Regions from separate parts of the Sus scrofa genome. Here all the other regions are linked to region 2. A link is a contact called in public HiChIP or PLAC-seq data. All regions are on one chromosome and are shown on one strand. The core of a region is the stretch at or near the end of the contact, and the rest is flanking DNA. Distances in the headings are between cores, read along the strand shown.

Evidence for each region. HiChIP or PLAC-seq counts read pairs in DNA pulled down with a chosen protein or histone mark.
Region 1: a contact with region 2 is called in an H3K27ac HiChIP or PLAC-seq map of alveolar macrophages. The contact joins two enhancer-like sites. A contact is called at or near these places in 1 of 47 Hi-C or Micro-C datasets (embryonic fibroblasts) and 1 of 2 datasets of contacts at active chromatin or transcription factors (alveolar macrophages).
Region 3: a contact with region 2 is called in an H3K27ac HiChIP or PLAC-seq map of alveolar macrophages. The contact joins two enhancer-like sites.

The regions. Positions count from the first base shown.
Region 1 is chr10:66,508,423-66,511,250 of Sscrofa11.1, forward strand. No RefSeq gene overlaps it. Among named protein-coding and RNA genes, the nearest start is that of KLF6, 21 kb to the left of the region's middle. Within about 2 kb of position 1,364, at least 23 of the 83 cell types and tissues checked have an H3K27ac peak or open chromatin away from gene starts, as enhancers often do. A contact at or near this core is called in alveolar macrophages, where this site is marked.
Region 2 is chr10:66,775,605-66,778,492 of Sscrofa11.1, forward strand. No RefSeq gene overlaps it. Among named protein-coding and RNA genes, the nearest start is that of PITRM1, 220 kb to the right of the region's middle. Within about 2 kb of position 1,542, at least 19 of the 83 cell types and tissues checked have an H3K27ac peak or open chromatin away from gene starts, as enhancers often do. A contact at or near this core is called in alveolar macrophages, where this site is marked.
Region 3 is chr10:66,408,693-66,411,801 of Sscrofa11.1, forward strand. No RefSeq gene overlaps it. Among named protein-coding and RNA genes, the nearest start is that of KLF6, 78 kb to the right of the region's middle. Within about 2 kb of position 1,384, at least 22 of the 83 cell types and tissues checked have an H3K27ac peak or open chromatin away from gene starts, as enhancers often do. A contact at or near this core is called in alveolar macrophages, where this site is marked.

The sequences.
Region 1 (2,828 bases), core at 114-2,613, 270 kb before region 2:
TGGACCGACCGTTGTGTCCCCCGAATCCACACGGCACATTGAAGATCACCTCCTGTTAGTCTCCCCCAAACCGTGAGCACAGGATTTACGGTCCCTGTTTCAGGATGGTGGTCCCTAAGGCCCAGCATGCCCGTGTCCCTGACCCCAGCCCATCACCCAGACCTTTAACAGCTAAACTGTCCGTGACCCCTCAGCAATGCCGAATAACTGGGGTGTTAGCCAGGCTCACGGGGAGCAGGTTTTCATCGAGGCGTGGCAGTGACCCGGGTCTCCTGGGCTGGCACCCCAGGTGGCTTGTGAGTCAGGAGAGGGGCACTGGGGTGGGGCCGTCAAGCAAAGCTGCATTTTCTTGTCCATTCACGCCATTGTGGGAAAATCTGTCAAGCCTCGGGAAAGTGGCCGGACACGTTTCTCCGTAAGCTCCTGGGCACACATGCAAGAGGTGCCACACCCCTGACCTCACAGAAGAGGGAAGGCCTGGCTGAGGCTCCCTGAAGAAATGCAAGGCATGTCCACATAAATCTGGATTGTCAGGCAGTGACTTGTGCCCTGAGAGGCCCTGTGGGGCAAGAGAATGAGATGGGCTGGAAACTGAGTTCCAGCCCTGTTGGCCACGTCTGAGCTGTGTGGCTGTGGGTGAGTCCCTCGACCTCTCTGAGCCTTCACTGCAACATCTTGTTTGCGAGCTGTTGCTTGCCGGAACTTGTTTGCATGTATGTCCTGTTTCCTAAGTCTGCAAATTCAGCAGGTCAAAAGCAAGAACCCGAAGGATGAGAGAATTAACCGAAGGGGATGGATCCCACACGGGGACCCTGGCTCACGACCTTTTCTGCAGCTCATTTAGTCTTCCATTTTAATTAATGTGTCCGACTTCTTTTTTGCCTAATGCTCCTTTCCACAGAGTCGGTGGTGACTTTATCTCCATGCACAGTTCTTTTTCAAGCCCCAGATGTTTGGCATAGAAATGAACCAAAAAGCTGGGGTTTGAGATGCTTCTCTGCTTCCTCAAGAAAGTCTGGAGAGAGGACCCAGCTGAGCAGCCCGGCCGGGCGGGCAGAAGGGTCCTCGGAGCTGCAGCTCTGGTGGAGAAATACCTCCTTAATGCAGTACATGGAGAGCAGGAAATGAGGTGCTTTTACTGTTTTATTGCTTGCGGAGTCGAATCGAAGTCAAGAGGCAGAAGTCACGACGACTCAAGAGGTCTTGAAAACATGGCAAGCCTCTTAGAGAATGGCACGCTTTTATACAGCCTGTGCGGAGAGAAAATTGTGATTAAGGATCTGTAATTTTTATTTGCAGACTTTCAGTTCTGCTCTCACTTGGTTGAAACCATCGTTTCCGTCTTTCATTTCCTGTATTGGGTATGTCCCCGAGAACAGCTTCTCTGCACGTCTACACTGCCTGGATCTCGGCACTTTGAGGAGCGGGGCCGTGCCTGTGCCTCCTGCCTGGAGGGAGGACTCTGGTTCACCTCTAGGAGCCCTTGCCAACGGGGACCTGAGCACGCGAAGGTCTGGGCGCCCGAAAGGGTGCTCGTACCCATGCCCACAGCCACGCACACAACTGAAGGCTGGAGAGCAAATGCAGAAGTCGCTAGTGGGAGAAAATGCCATTGCCAACTGCACATGGAACTAAGGTTTCGAACCAGATGGAAAATCAGAAGATTCTGAGGAACTTGAAAGTTACCCGAGAACTTGTGCTCTGAGATTAAAAACTCAACCTTTCTTCATCCTAAATATCATGCAGATTCTGACTCCTAAATGTGCAGCAAAAACCTCAAAAAAAAAAAAAAAAAAAAAAAAGAAAGAGTAAGGAGAAACATGCATGTTTTGTGTGCATTTTGAAAAAGAAGGTACTGGTCAATACCAATCTTTAGTTTTCTCCCTGACGCTAAAAGTGAAGCTCGAATTCCTTGGCTGAGCATGAAACCGGGAGCTCAGACGCGGAGAGATGAGGCCATGGGCGCCTCCGGGCCTGTGCTGGTCACACTCCCAGCGTTCTTGTCGCGGTCCACCACCTCCCAGGCCTTCACCATGTTGAAAGTTTAAGAGCACGTATCCCCCGGGGCATTCTGAGAATGTCCTAGAACATATTTGGAAAGGGAAACAGAAAGGCCCTTTTATTTTTTAGGAACCATTGTCTCAATGATCTCATCCTGGAGAGTGACGGGAAGGACCCAGGCAGCGTCAGCTCTGATTCTGGCCTCTGAGCCCCGTGCTGCCCGAGGTCTGCTTCTCGAATCCACCTCAGGGCTGCGCGGGGGCCCCTGGCTGTGATCCCGGGGAAGGAAAGAGGGAGGGCACGGCCCCCCAGCACCCGGGACCCACCTCGGAGCATCCTGCCTCTTCTGCAGATGGGCCCGCGTGAGCGAGATGCACAGAGCTCTGCTCCCCGCCTCCCCCCCCCCCCCCGCCTCCACGGGGAGCGGGGGTGGGGGTGGGGGGTGGAGGAAAGGACAGTGGTCGCTCCCTTCCAAGTCACATCCTGCCCAAAAGCTCCATCAGGAGGAAGCGGCGTGGGGCCACCGTGACAGAGGACTTCAGCCTGGCGGTCTTCCTCAATCACCCTTTTTGCTCTTTTGTCCTTCACTGTCCTTGGCCCTTCCTCCCTTAGCCCCCAGGGCTCTGCCAGTGCTTCTCCCTGTGAAGCCTGAAAATTTCACAAGACACAGACCCTAGAGTATCTCCTAGGACAGAGCCTGAACCACAGGGGCCACTCTTAGAAACAGTCCTTTGCCTTGTGGTTGGGGGGTTCGCTGGGGAGCTCTTGGGGCTCTTTACTGTCCAAGGTTGAGACCTAACAGCTTGGCTGCAGGAGCTGTCTTCTGT
Region 2 (2,888 bases), core at 292-2,791:
GCCACCTTTTTCTCTCAGTAACGAGGGCTGGTGTCTCCCTTCTCCGCCCACCTCGCGCTCTGAGCCAGATTCTGCCAAGAGGATGAAGACATCGCAGACTCAGAGCCTGCGCCTCCAGCGCCTTAGAGGCGGGATGCGGTCGGACAGACGGCAGCTGTGGCACAGAATCCCCTCTGGACCCCTTTCTGTTCCACGAGGGGAACAGCCTGGGCCTTTGGGAACGGAAGCAGGACCCTCTCGGGCCTCTGGCCCCGTGGGAAAAGCTGGCTCAGCGACATCTGAAACCCTGGCGGCTGCGGTTGTCCTGCCCCAGACTCCCAGGCACTGTGCTGACTGCTCGCAAGAGCGCAGTGAGTCAGGCATTTCGGGAGCATTTTTCAAAAGGGGAAACCCCTCCCTCCCCGAAATGTGACTCTCTAATGAAAAGAGACAGTGTCAAAACACCAACCGACTCCTCCACTCTCGGGTTCCTTTCATTCTTCCTGACTGAGACTCTTTTGAAGACTGGTTTGAACTCTCGGAGGCCTGAAACCCAGTCCTGTTGCAAAGCAAGAAGCCGCGTTCTCTTTGGGCTGGAATGTGAGCAGACAGGCCCCACCTACCACCTCCTCTAATCAGAGGGCCAGGCCCCAGGCCAAGAGGAGCACAACCTGCTCTGCAGACTTAGGTAGAAATGCGCTGAACCTGAGTTTAAAAAAGAAAAGGGGAGTTTCCATTGTGGCGCAGTGGAGACGAATCCACCTAGCATCCATGAGGTTGCGGGTTTGATCCCTGGCCTCCCTCAGTGGGTGAAGGATCCGGCCTTGCGGTGAGCTGTGGTGGAGGTCACAGATGCAGCTTGGATCCCACGTTGCTGTGCTGGCATAGGCTGGCAGCTGTAGCTCGGATTGAACCCCTAGCCTGGGAACCTCCATATGCTGTGGGTGCAGCCCTAGAATAGACAAGAGACAGAAAAAAAAAAAAAAAAAAAAAGCCAGGGGGAGAAGGGAAGAAGGGAGGGAGAGAGGTTCCCGTAGGAGGCCTCTGCTTGGGTTGCAGTCTTCCCAGAACCAGCCCGGGCTCCTGAAGCCTGGGGAGGTTGTGTCACACGTGCCCTCCCCCATCGAGGAAAAGTCCTCGGGTCTTCAGGGCTGGTGTTCTGCTCGGGCTGGCCTGGCCGACCCTGAGTCCGTCTCCACGTCCTTGCTCACATCTGACCGAGGCTGGGCACTTTCTCTCAGGAGAAAGAAGAGGAGGAGCCGGTCCCATGTGCTGCTGGCTGCTTTGGGTTAGATGATTCAGCTCGTTTTTGTGGATTTCCCAAGACACTTTCTGAAACTCTGTTGAAAAAATCTGTGTGATCTTGTAACAAATTAAACAAAAGACAAACCACAAGGGCCTGCCTGTTTGAATAGCACACCCACAAAAACTCTGCTTCTCCCGGCCTGTTGTGGAGGAGAAGCTGGGCAGGAGCATCAGCTAAATTCTAACTTCCTCGCCCCCCAGCTCTGCACAGCCTTCCTGGCGGCTTCCTGGGAGCTGGGGAGGGGCGGGTACCTTGTCGTCAGCCCAGGAGCACGCCAGCACACGGCCTGCCCGTGGACCACCTCGCCGACTGTGCCGGGTGCCTCGATGGCCAGCTCCCGTTTTAAATGAATCGGGGCTGGAGGGAAATGTGTGTGCTTTGTATTCCGTTTCAGCTTTAGGCGCTCAGTAGCATTTTCTATATATTCCCCTTAACAATGAGAAGCATGACTCCTCCGTTTCGTTGCCGTCTGTTTTCTTCCCCACGCACACACATTTCTTCAGCAGCTGAGTCACAGCAACACCGTAAGCGCCCGCGTGCTCTCACCAGCCAGGCTTTCCCAGCACACTTCATGCAGATGGAATTTCTCGCATCCCCACCCCCGATGCCCTCCTTCCGTGTGGATGTTGGAGTTGTGGTTGGGTGTTCGCCTCTGGGCCGCTGCTGTTATCTCCAGGGAGCCATCGCAACAAAGAAACATGTATTTCCAAGATGCGCAGCCCTGCCCAGCCCAGGAGCGTGGCTTATCCAGCCATCACGCCCAAGACAGAGGCGCCCATTCACAAGCACAGCCACCCTCCTCTCCCTGGAGAGGAGCTTCCCCGGCGTCGGGGAGATGCCCTGTCTTGCAGGGTGGGTTTTGAAATGTGCGATTCTGCGAAGCAGCGGCAAGGACAGTATCCTTTGCTCTTTCTTGGGTAGGCTGTTTTGTTGCCACTGTTACTCCTAGGCCGCCTCGAGAACAGCAGGCTCAGCCCTTAGAGAATTCTCAGATTGGAAGGAATGCACAGACTCAGAAATCTAACACACACACACACACACACACAGAAGGCGGGGCCTCGTGTGTTTTGCCAAAAACCATCTAGAATTTCCTGTTTTCCAAGTCTAGGATGTTACTTTACCTTTTGGGATCAGGTTTTCCATGTTCCTGGGATCTGGAACTTTCTATTTCTGACTTCTCTGAGGATGTATGAAAGACATTCAGTGGGCGTCTTGTAAAAACTGTACTGTTTCTCCCCCTTTTTGAAAAAATTTGAGATATAGTTGATTTATAACATGTTTCAGTTGTACAGCATAGAGATTCATAATTTTTAAAGGTTATACGTCACTTATAGTTATTACCAGTGTTACCTAATTCCCTGTGCTGTACAAGATAACATTGTAGCTTATTTATTTTATATACAGTAGTTTGTACCTCTTAATCCCTTCCTCCTGTCTTGCTCCTTCCCCCACTGGTAACCACTAGTGTCTTCTCTGTATCCATGGGTCTTTTTCTTTTTTGTCATGTTCACTGGTTTGTTTTAGATTCCACATACAGGTGATGGCATACAATATTTGTCTTTGTCTTAGTGAAAGTGACTTCTGTCAGTAAGCATGATGCCTC
Region 3 (3,109 bases), core at 134-2,633, 370 kb before region 2:
AGATTATAGTAGTCTGACTTTTATATGCACTGGGAAACCAAAAAACATGTGTGGCTTGCTTTATTGCAATATTCACTTTATTTCAGTGGTCTGGAACCAAACCCAAAATCTCTCTGAGGTCTGCCTGGGTCTGGAATTTCCCCATATTAGAACCTCTGCTCTTTATCTGATTTGCATGCATATTAGAACCACGTTTCCAATTTTTCAGCAATCTTTATTAAGGAATATCAGCAATTTCTTTGCAAGGCACTCATAAAACCAAAGGCCCCGTGAGGACACAGGGAGAAGACAGCCATCTGCAAGCCAGGAAGCAGGTTCTCACCAGATTCTGAACCTGCCAGCACCTTCCTTGACCTTGGACTTCCAGCCTCCACAGCGAGGAGAAGATGAATCTGTCGTTGAAGTCTGTGGTATTTTGTTACAGCAGCCAGAGCGGACTGAAACAATTGGTTAAATGGTTACTCCCGGAATTATGCTGACATAGTTAAATCCAGAGTTTGAGAATTATTTAATATCCGAGCCATGTGGACTTTATCTAAAACTCCTGATCTTCACAGCCCTGTCTAAACTGATGGTACCTGATTGCTGAGCTCGCTCTAGAATCTGAGACCTTAACATGGTCGAGAAGCTTCAGAGTGGCTCCGTGTTGCCAGGATTTTACCGAATGAAGCCATGATGTTCATATCTGTATCTCCGGCCAAATGCGAAGCCGCTCCTCAAAATACTCTACATGACTCATGATCTCAGTGCAGTTATAGGAAACATTATTCATTGTCTAATAATCACTAATGTGTGCTGGCCACTGTGCCTGAGGCACTGCTCTGCTCACTCTGTGTACGTGATTGTGGCCCCTCTTTCCATGGCCTTTGGGATCAGGTCCAGAGAGCCTATTGCCAAGGAGAGTGCCTCCTCTGAGGCTCAGAGAGGTTGGGGAGCTGTCTCAAAGTCAAGCAGCTCGTGAAGGGTTGAGCCTGAGATTGAGCCCAAGGCATCTGACAGCTGAGAATGTGTGCTTAATCGTATTCCCGGGGGGCTGTGTCTGGCGGCTGTTCTATCTGATGAGTCACCGCTGCTGCTGAGCATCTTTGGCAAACCCGACAGCCATCCTGACGTGCTGTTACACAGGGAAAATCCTCTGAGCTTCACCTCGCATAAATACACTGCAGAAAATCCCCGTCGAGTGGTGGAGACTTTCCTCGTGCGTCCCCCTCCTCACTGGCACCAAACAGACAGAAAAGAATGGCTTCGTGGTCTCAGCAAGAGAAAACTATCCATCCAACTGAATGTTTGGCCTTGGTGATTTGAAATGGTAGACTGGCTTCACTAAACCAGCTACATGCCAAGTTCCCCTTTTCCTTTGTCCTGTGCAAACACCACTTCAGCATGAGCGCTCTGTTGGCACAACAGGTGATGCAACCGGACAAGACGAGTTTTTCATCAGGGCGACCAGGGGGAACTATCCATGCATTTCTTACAGAAACCTATACATTCATCGGCATGTGTGTTTTATAGGCTCGAGGTTTCCTCCCCCATTGAGATGCTCTGCTCTTTCATTTGGAAAACAGTTTCTTCATAAATCATAACCCTCCAAGGGACATTCTATGAACAGAGAACCCTGACAACGGTCATCTGTTTGAACTGAACATTCAAATTACAGTTCACGTGGGCTTTCAGAGGATATTTGCATTATTTCCTTCCCCCAGACGATGCCAGATTTTTCTGCAACCATTTGAAACCATCATTTATGAGTCTACTCAAAAAAAGAGAGAGATGTGCCATATTACATATATATATCTTAACATGGGCAGAGAAAGCTAGCAAGAACTTATGCTACTGCAAGTTGGCTGACTACACACAATGAGATGAGCGTCAGGAATAAGGACAATCCATGAGATTAACTGGCCACGTGGCGCCCGCCAGGCACTGCTCTAGGAGCTTAATTTTCATGAGCTCCTTACCCTGTGAGGATGACACCTATTTTCATCTACATTTTTTATATACTTACTTCTGCGAGTTTATCACTGACGGGGTCGGGGGGGAGTTTTCCATGGCAAGCAAGCAGTACTGGAAAACTGGCTGCCTCCTTTTCCAAAGGGAATTGATTTTGTTACAATTTTATCGCTTTTTTGGGTTTTTTTTTTTTGAGGAGGGCAAACAGACTCATCATGATTCATTATGAAGTCCATGCCAGTTGAGCGAATATATTTAGCATATGAATAAAAGTGAAAATAGTTCTGTGTTTGCGTATACTTATTAGAAACCACTATCCCTTTGATTCTTAGAAGCTTATACAATCCTGGACAATGAGATCATAAGCAAGGAAAACCCAACTGACAAAATCCCCTAGAAAGCCCTGGATTTTTTTTTTAGACCATTCAAATACAATTTCCTCTTAAAATAGCTCAGAGAAGAGTGAGTTGCCATTAAAAGGTTTCCATGAAAGAAATGTTGCTATCAAGATGTAACAATTAAAATGCCAACACGGTTCTGAAGTGCAAGAGAACAGAAAACCAAACACAACTTTGTCTAAGCAAACCTAACTGGATTTGTGATCCTGACTCCATAGCAAAAAGAATTGAGAACACATTTTATTAGAGAATTCGGACCCACTAAGTACACTGTACCTTTTGAGGATTACATGCGACAGCCAGGTTCTAAACTTGTTCATAGACAAGTCACTGAATTTCTGATCGGGGTATTTATTAAACTGTTTCGGATAAGCCGTTCTCGTCGTGTATATATATTTTTCCAAATACAACTGAATCGCATTGATCCCAAGGCTCAATGGACAGGCGAAGCCGTATCAGCGGGCAGAGTTCACTTAATGATGACTTGAACAGATGCGACTCAGCATCTGTCCTGATGTGTCTGTGTCTAAAAGGACAAAGAGTGCCACTTTTGATCTCTGAAAAGGACCCGAGAGATTTCAGCCAGCCCCCATCTCTCCATCTTTCAAGGAAGCCAAGGTCAATGACACTGGATGGGTTGGATCTTGAACTAGAACAAGAACCCCAAATATGCCTGGGCCAAAGTAGTTCGGGGACCCAGGGTTACCAGAACTGGCCCCTGATTAGGGTTTTAACAAATCTGAGGAAAATCTCTGATTGGG